2 separate regions of the Mus musculus genome follow, and region 2 is linked to region 1. A link is a contact called in public HiChIP or PLAC-seq data. All regions are on one chromosome and are shown on one strand. The core of a region is the stretch at or near the end of the contact, and the rest is flanking DNA. Distances in the headings are between cores, read along the strand shown. Region 1 holds the start of Gnb1l (guanine nucleotide binding protein (G protein), beta polypeptide 1-like). Region 2 overlaps Gnb1l (guanine nucleotide binding protein (G protein), beta polypeptide 1-like).

Region 1 (3,569 bases), core at 422-2,921:
TCTCGAAAAACAAAACAAAACAAAAAAAAAAACCAATGTTTATTTTTATATGGATGAGTGCTTCTGCATGCATGTAATATGTGAGCTCTGTATGTGCTTAGTGACCGGAAACTAGAAAAAAATCATACATTGGAAGTGGAGTTATGGATATTTGTGAGCCACAGTGTAGGTGCTGGCAAACAGACTGAGGTTCTACGCAGGAGCCGTCAGTGCCTTCTCTCCAGTCTCTCAGTCAGCACTTAAAAAGAAGGCAATTCAGGTACATACTACAGCATGGATGAACCCTGAAAATATATGAAATTAAATACATTCACAAATGGACATTTCATGAGCACCAATTACATGGGGTACACAGTCAAATTCAGACTGCAAATGGTGGGAGCTCAGGGTTTGGAGACGAGGAGTCAGTGCTTAATGGATAGTTTCTAGTGTGATGAAATAGTTTTGGATATGGTGGCAATAGTTGCACAGCCTCGAGAATACATTTATTAATATTACTACTGAACTGTATGCTTTACAATGGTTACTATGTTAACTTTTGTCGTGGACATTTGAGGTGATGCCCTAAAATAAAACCCAAAAGGTGGCCGGGCGTGGCGCACACCTTTAATCCCAGCATTTGGGAGGCAGAGGCAGGTGGATTTCTGAGTTCGAGGGCAGCCTGGTCTAAAAAGTGAGTTCCAGGACAACCAAGGCTACACAGAGAAACCCTGTCTCGAAAAACCAAAAAAAAAAAAAAAAAACAAGAAAACCCCCAAAAGGCAGTTTGGAAAAAGGCCGACAGTTGGGTAGTCTTTTGCACAAGCCTGCTGTTCACTATTAACTGGCTAAAGCTGCTTGGGCCTGAGGGTGATTGGAATTCACAGAAACAACCCTTCCCTTAAGGGAGGAAGTTTAAATTATCAGGTCAATTAGAAAAGATACAACTGAAAAAAAAAAAAAAAAAGCTAAGTTTCATTCACACTTCAAGGAGGTGTTTCCTGGCTGGGTGCCACTTTTATTGCTTTTGGCCCGAGCTACTGAAAGGCCCACAGACCCTTGGAAGGTACAATGTGATCTTTGATTCCCCTTTCAAGGATCAAAGCCAGTGCGTTTGGGTGTAAATGCAGATAACATTTCAGAGATCTTTCATGAAAGGAGTCATCAGAGCAGGGAAAACAGGGAGGTGGTGTGTCATGTGTGTGCTTGCTTTCAGATGGGATGCAGCAAAGCCTTCTGTTCGTGGTCCAAGACCCATCTAAACACATGTCCTGGTTGTGGGATGGATGACACTACAAGAACACAGAGGAGCTACAGGGACAAGCCATGCATATGCATGTGAGGGGCACACAGGCTCATTTCCTGGCCTCTCTAAAGTGACAGTGCTGCGTAGCGCGCTAGCTTGCTTGCCTGTAGCTGCTAGGCATTGAAGAGGAGGGACAAAACACACACAAAAAGACAGACACTTGCCACTCAGAGAGAAATACTCCCCAGGCCCGAAGGCTCAGCAGCCACTCAGTACCGGAGGCCTGATGACGCCCTTAGCCTTTAGACCCAAGCCGGCTCTGGGTAGTCCTCCAGGACTCACAACGCATGAGAACCGCCCCCTGCCTGCTCCAGTGGGACCCAGGACCACCCAGCACCTGCGCACCGGGCCTCTCCACTTAGTACGGTGCGCGCGCTCCCATCAGCCTCCGCGCTGGCGCGCTGGCGCGGTGTGACCCTCTGCGAGATGGAGGCCTCGCTGTTTACGGCGCAGGCGCGGTGGGCCGAACGTGCGCGCGCAGCCCCGCGGGAAGGCTAACTTGGGGCGTGCGGAGCGCCAGAGCCGGTACGTCGGGGGTGGCCGCGCACGCCGAGGGGGCGTGGCCGACGAGGTGGCAGCAAGACCCTCGGGTCCGGTTGCGTTAGGCTCGGATCTTCGCGGCGGGGTCTGTGTGGAGGCGTGAGGTGGGGAGCCGGCGTAGGGGCCCTGTCTTGAAGAGTCCCGTCCCCGCTCACCTGATCTCGCTCTTCCCTTTGCAGGTGGCGGTGGGATCCTGCCCTCGGAAGAAGCCCCTCTGCCTGGTGTTCTCCAGCGGAGCCTCTGATCCTGGCGGCCCCTCCTGGCGCAGTCCTAGGTAGGTGGACTTAGTTGTCCCGGAGCTTAAGAGCTGAATGTCCTGCATGGCGTTTCTGGCGGGCGGGCGGTGCAGGTAGTCTGTCCTCCACTCACATGGTGGCTTTGGGCATGTTCTGTTCCCGGGTCTCCTGGGTCTCGGGAGCAGAGAACTTCGGAGGAAGAGTACCGTGCGCCGCGGCCCTGCGTCTTCTTCTAGATTGTTGTCCAGCCCGGGAAAAGGAACGAAATTACCTAGTGCCAGGCAGGGAAGGCGGAGAGAAGCGAGAGAATTCAACAGACAGGCATGCTGAGGGCATGAGACCTCAGCATGGGATGGATGATCATGAAGCTCAAAAAGCTAGTGACTATCTCAGTAAGGAAGCAGCAGAAGTTGACTGCTCGCGCAGGGGTAGGGGCTCTTTTCCTAGGTTGTCAGGGGCACTCAGGTAGGCAGATAAAATCTAAGGTTCGAAGTTGGGGCAAGAGGTCTTGGTGGCACATGGGCTCTGGGCATGCAACATGGTGTTTGTGGGCAGCCTAACTTTGGGGAGTGGGGCCTGGCTTGTGGGAATTACTCACTGAGAGACTGGGTCTGGCTGATAATTATGGTGGGAATCCCAGGTCAAGGGCTGGGCTTTCAGGTGTGAGTCAAGGGTCTACCAGAGATGTTCTGAAATGCTTGGGTGGTAGAAGTAGGTACTGGGGGTGCTGACAGCTGAGTGTTACAAGCCAGTTGGGAGGTGCTGGTGAAAGATGAACCTTGCTATGCCTTTTTGGAGAAACTGACTCTGGATTTGGGGTAAACACATGGAAAGCCAGGTGTGAAGGCATGTGCAGAACTTGGTGCTCCTAGGAGAGAGTTGCGGAGAATTGGGCTAGGTGTATAGGGATGAAGAGAGTTGAGAGGAGCTCTCCAAGTGGTGGGCTTCCCTCCCTAGAGAGATTGGAGCAGAGTGTGAGAGTCCAGGTGGGTTCCTTGTCCTCCTTCCTTGCCTGGCCTCTGGTGACCATAGCTTGGAATACAGATAGATCCAACCACAGAAGGCACTTTCCAGGCTCAGCCTGTGTGCTGGAGGTCACAGGAGGAGGCCTCCAAGTGGAATCAGAATTTCACTTGTGGAGGTGAGGGTGCTTGGCTATTGACTGGGATGAAGACGAGGGACAGGTGCTCAGGATTGGGTAGCTTTGCCTGCAGGTGGTCTCTCTGGAAATGCTGGGAGCAGGAGGAGACAGATAAGCAAGACAGTTTTGTAATGCCTCTGTCTGCCAGGTGTGCCTGGTGCTGTGTGTGCAGGGGTGTTTTGGTGTGCTCTGTTCTTATTAGTTTACAGTGCTGAGGCAGCCAGAGCCCACTCACTCCACTCTGAAGTAGTAGAAGGGTAGTCCGTAACCTTCAAAGTGATCTGTGGCTAAGCTCGTCTCTGCAGCCAGGTTCTGTTCCTCTACTATCATTTACTAGTTGGTGTGTGACTGCATACACATCACTTTG
Region 2 (3,569 bases), core at 713-3,212, 57 kb after region 1:
CATTCCTGCTGCCTTCCCAAAGTAGGAAGGAAGCCTCTCTCAGCAGCCTTACACTGCTCAGCAGCCTCACACTGCACAGCGGCCTCACACTACACAGCGGCCTCACACGGCACAGCGGCCTCACATGGCACAGCGGCCTCACACTGCTCAGCTCAGGCCTTATGGCTGAGGATGGGGTTTGCTTTGAGCAGGTCAGGTCCAAGCCTAAGTGCCTCCTCCTCCCAGCAGTGCCTTGTAAAGGCTCTTCCCAAGAAAGGAAGGTGGGCAGTAAAGGCTCTTCCCAAGAAAGGAAGGTGGACAGTAAAGGCTCTTCCCAGGAAAGGAAGGTGGGCACTGAGGCCCACTGGTAAGGCAGACTCTGAGCCAGGACTGTCCGTGGGGGGGGTGGGGGGGGTCCAATTTTGCTGGGCACAATGGATTCAGAGTATCTTGTCCACACAGGCAGACTGTCCTTTATGTCTGTCCACCCATCCTTCCTGAGGCATGTGGGTGGGTGGGTAAAGGTAGGGCTTGGTTGATGCCGGATGGCACCCAGGGTCATAAGGGCGTCACTAAACCCAGGGTACAAATCAGGGCCTTATCATGAGGCCATTCTGGGAAAGGGATTGGTTATGGGCAGTGGATAGAGGATCAGTGGAAGTCCTAGAGCAGAAAGAGACTGATGTGGAGTAGAACTATAAGAGAGGCCCAAAAGAGATGACATACCATAGCTTGGGGGCCTGGGAACAATGAAGTGACTAAGTAGGGACAGATCCAGGAGTGCCCTCACTGGGGAGCAGAGACAGCATAGATAACCTGGCCTCCCCACCAGCAGTGCCTAGTAGGAAAAGGAGGTAGGCCCACTGGTAAGGCAGGCTCCTCTGATCCCCAGCTCTAAGCTAAGACCATTCCTGGGGGTCCAGTTGTGCTGGACACATAATGAATTCAGAATAAGACTGCTCTATATGTCAGTCCATCCATCCTTCTCTCAGGGTCTGAGAGACCCACAGGTTCCTTGCTGTGAAGGGAGGGGCCTCCAACCTTCAGAGAAGTCCCTAACCCTCAGAACCATGTGAGCATGTGGAGAAGCACAGTACTCAGCCACCGGGTCTGTGTGTCCTGAGCCCCACCTCACAGGTGCTGAGCCCAACAGGTAAGCTTGGGGCTCCCCTTCACTCGCTGCCTCTGAAGCCTGGAAGAGAGCAGCAGTGTCCCCGTGGGTCCAGCGTCCATCTCCTTAGTGGCTTGACTCTCATCAGCTGGAAGGCAGAGCTATGCAGCTCCTACTCAGGGCCCTGGGGCTGCACCCAGGAGGCAGCCCTTCCAGCCCAGATAGTTGGAATCTCCCAACATGTTTGGGAAACAGCTGCTGGAACTTAAGACTTAATTTATGGGCATGTTCTAGTCCAGAGATGAACTTTTACTCTACTAATGATTTGAAAAGTTAAAGCAGAAGGGGAACTAGGAACTGCAGCCTGGAAGTAGTTGGGGTAAGGTGGGCAGGGCCTGTACACATCAAAGGAGGTGGGGAGCCCCAGCCCCCTGCTGAGCTTGCCTTCCTGCCTGGGAGGGTGAGAATGACTCCGGGTTTGGTGAAGGCTGGGTCCTATTTCGCCCAGAGTCAGGGCCAGTGTTGGCCCTAGAGGCCCAGGGATCCTGGTTCTGTACAGCCCAGGTCTCTGAGAAGGAAGCCTCTGGTAACCTGCAAAGCAAGCTCTTTGAGGTAATTCTTAACACCTGAGGGCCATCGAGGTGGCCTTCAGTCCACAGCATCCTCACTGGTGCCATGGCACGGCACCATGGCCGCCTGCCTGCCTTGGCCCAAGCCCCACTTTGGTGCAGATGTGCCTTCCTCACATCCTCCTGCTAAAGCCTCCGAGGAGCCCAAATCAATCTCCAGCCACTTGGGACGCAGATCCCTGGCTGAGGCGCCCGCAGCCTAGCATGGGTAATCAGAACCAGATGGCGCCGCGCCGAGCATTCCTGCCACCTGAGGTCATGAGTTGTGAGAGCCACTGGTGGCCAGAGATCCTTCTGGAGGGTCCCGAGCCCAGGCCAGAGCTCAGTCAGGGAGACAACCTACCGGAAAGTGCCTGGGGAACCTCGAGCCTGCCTCCCTGAGGTGACTGCTGCTAGCCACCAAGTTTGAGCCTCGGGCGGGCATTGTCAGGTACAGGTGGTGCCCAGGCCCTGCTCCTGCCTCCACATGGAGTAGGGCCCGTAGCCTTGAAGCAGGGACTGATTTACAGCCAATAGTATTTTAGGTCTCTGAGTAATAACAAGGCTCCCCCACTCCAGTGAACCCTGGGCCAGAGCAGCCCAGTTTGCTCAGCAGAAGAAACCCCAGAGTCATCTTGATGTGCAGCAAGACTGCCTGTGCATACTGAAGCAGACATAGGGTTTGCAGCAGGGTTGTGAGCATGCTGCATGCTTGTATTCGTGTGAGGGATATAGGGGCACAGGGCCTGCCCATTCCTCCATGTCCCTGCACTTTCTCACACTCAGGAGCACAGCCCCCGGGTGGGCGCTGGTCTTTGTCCAGTTTAAGTTCCTAGCAGGCTTGCAGTCTCTCACCTCCCTCAATACCCAGTCCTCCAGCCAGGCCGTCTCTACCTCGATGCCATGACCTGTTTCCAGGTGTGCTGGACATGAACTCACTCCTATCCCAGAGGGCCATGGTTGGTCAGAGTTGGCAGATTGGCCCTCTCACATGGTGAACCAGTAGGGAGGTGGGGGAAGTGAATGTGAGAGCTGCCCTCATCCCTGCACACCTCTGCCTCTGAGGATCAGTCAGGGCTCTGGTGGACCTCGCCAGCACAAGGTGTGCTTAGTAGCCAGGTACAGGGTTAAAAGCCACTCTCTTTCTCTGGGAATTGACAGTGTTGATAAGTTCCTGGGACAAGGAGATAGCAAGGAAGTGTCCCTGAGACAAGGCTCTGAGTGGGTTCCAGTGGAGACTCTCTGTGCCCAACAGTCCCCTTTCTACCTCAGCCAAGCCAACATCCCCAGGGAGACAAGGATAAAACAGTGTCAATCCAGTCTGCTGCACAGGTTCTCACCCCACCCCCACCTCCAGTTCTGCAGGACCATAGCACTCCAGTCTTGGGAGGAGCAACTGGTCCTGTCTGCAGGCATGGGTGGGCCCCACATATGTGCTCAGGTGCACCACGCCACAGCATCTGCCCCACATCCTGCCCCGGAGCAGGCTTTGAGTGCAGCCTGTGGGTGGAGCCCAGTGAGGACAGACCATGTAAGAGGGGTGTTGGAGGGTACATGTCAGGGACCAGAGACTGCCCGAGCTCATCCATAGCTGCACTCTACAGCCCTTCTGATGCTTGTGCCTGCACATGGGGGAAGCATTTAACATTAGAACTGGGGCTCTGCTAGGTGTGAGCATCGAAGGTGGACACAATATCCAGGACACACAGGTAGCCTGGCCACAAGAGACAAGCAGAGGGTCAGAGGTCAGGGCCAGTCAACACAGTGGCAGCAGGTCCATGAATTGGAGCCAAGCACTGGAGAAGCAGCTGGAAGGGCAGGGGAGGGCAGAGCAGCAATTAAGCTGGAGGACTGAGCTGCTGGTGGCACTG

Evidence for each region. HiChIP or PLAC-seq counts read pairs in DNA pulled down with a chosen protein or histone mark.
Region 2: a CTCF HiChIP or PLAC-seq map of the NIH/3T3 cell line shows a contact between it and region 1, with 21 read pairs. The contact joins the enhancer-like site here to the promoter of Gnb1l in region 1. A contact is called at or near these places in 10 of 39 promoter capture datasets (the 3T3-L1 cell line, the C10 cell line, HPC-7-derived erythroid cells and 6 more), 1 of 15 datasets of contacts at CTCF or cohesin (the NIH/3T3 cell line), 4 of 484 Hi-C or Micro-C datasets (brown adipocytes, embryonic fibroblasts, embryonic stem cells and 1 more), 8 of 115 datasets of contacts at active chromatin or transcription factors (the SCID.adh cell line, embryonic fibroblasts, embryonic limb bud and 3 more) and 2 of 9 other capture datasets (adipose tissue and pancreatic islet).

Annotation. Positions count from the first base shown.
Region 1 is chr16:18,497,042-18,500,610 of GRCm38.p6, forward strand. It overlaps Gnb1l (guanine nucleotide binding protein (G protein), beta polypeptide 1-like), which reads left to right and starts at 1,672. Exons shown (of 8, transcript NM_001081682.2): 1 at 1,672-1,810; 2 at 2,005-2,099.
Region 2 is chr16:18,553,484-18,557,052 of GRCm38.p6, forward strand. All of the region lies in intron 7 of Gnb1l (guanine nucleotide binding protein (G protein), beta polypeptide 1-like), which reads left to right. Among named protein-coding and RNA genes, the nearest start is that of Tbx1, 32 kb to the right of the region's middle. RefSeq lists an enhancer at 685-3,569. Within about 2 kb of position 1,963, at least 42 of the 459 cell types and tissues checked have an H3K27ac peak or open chromatin away from gene starts, as enhancers often do. A contact at or near this core is called in the NIH/3T3 cell line and embryonic fibroblasts, where this site is marked.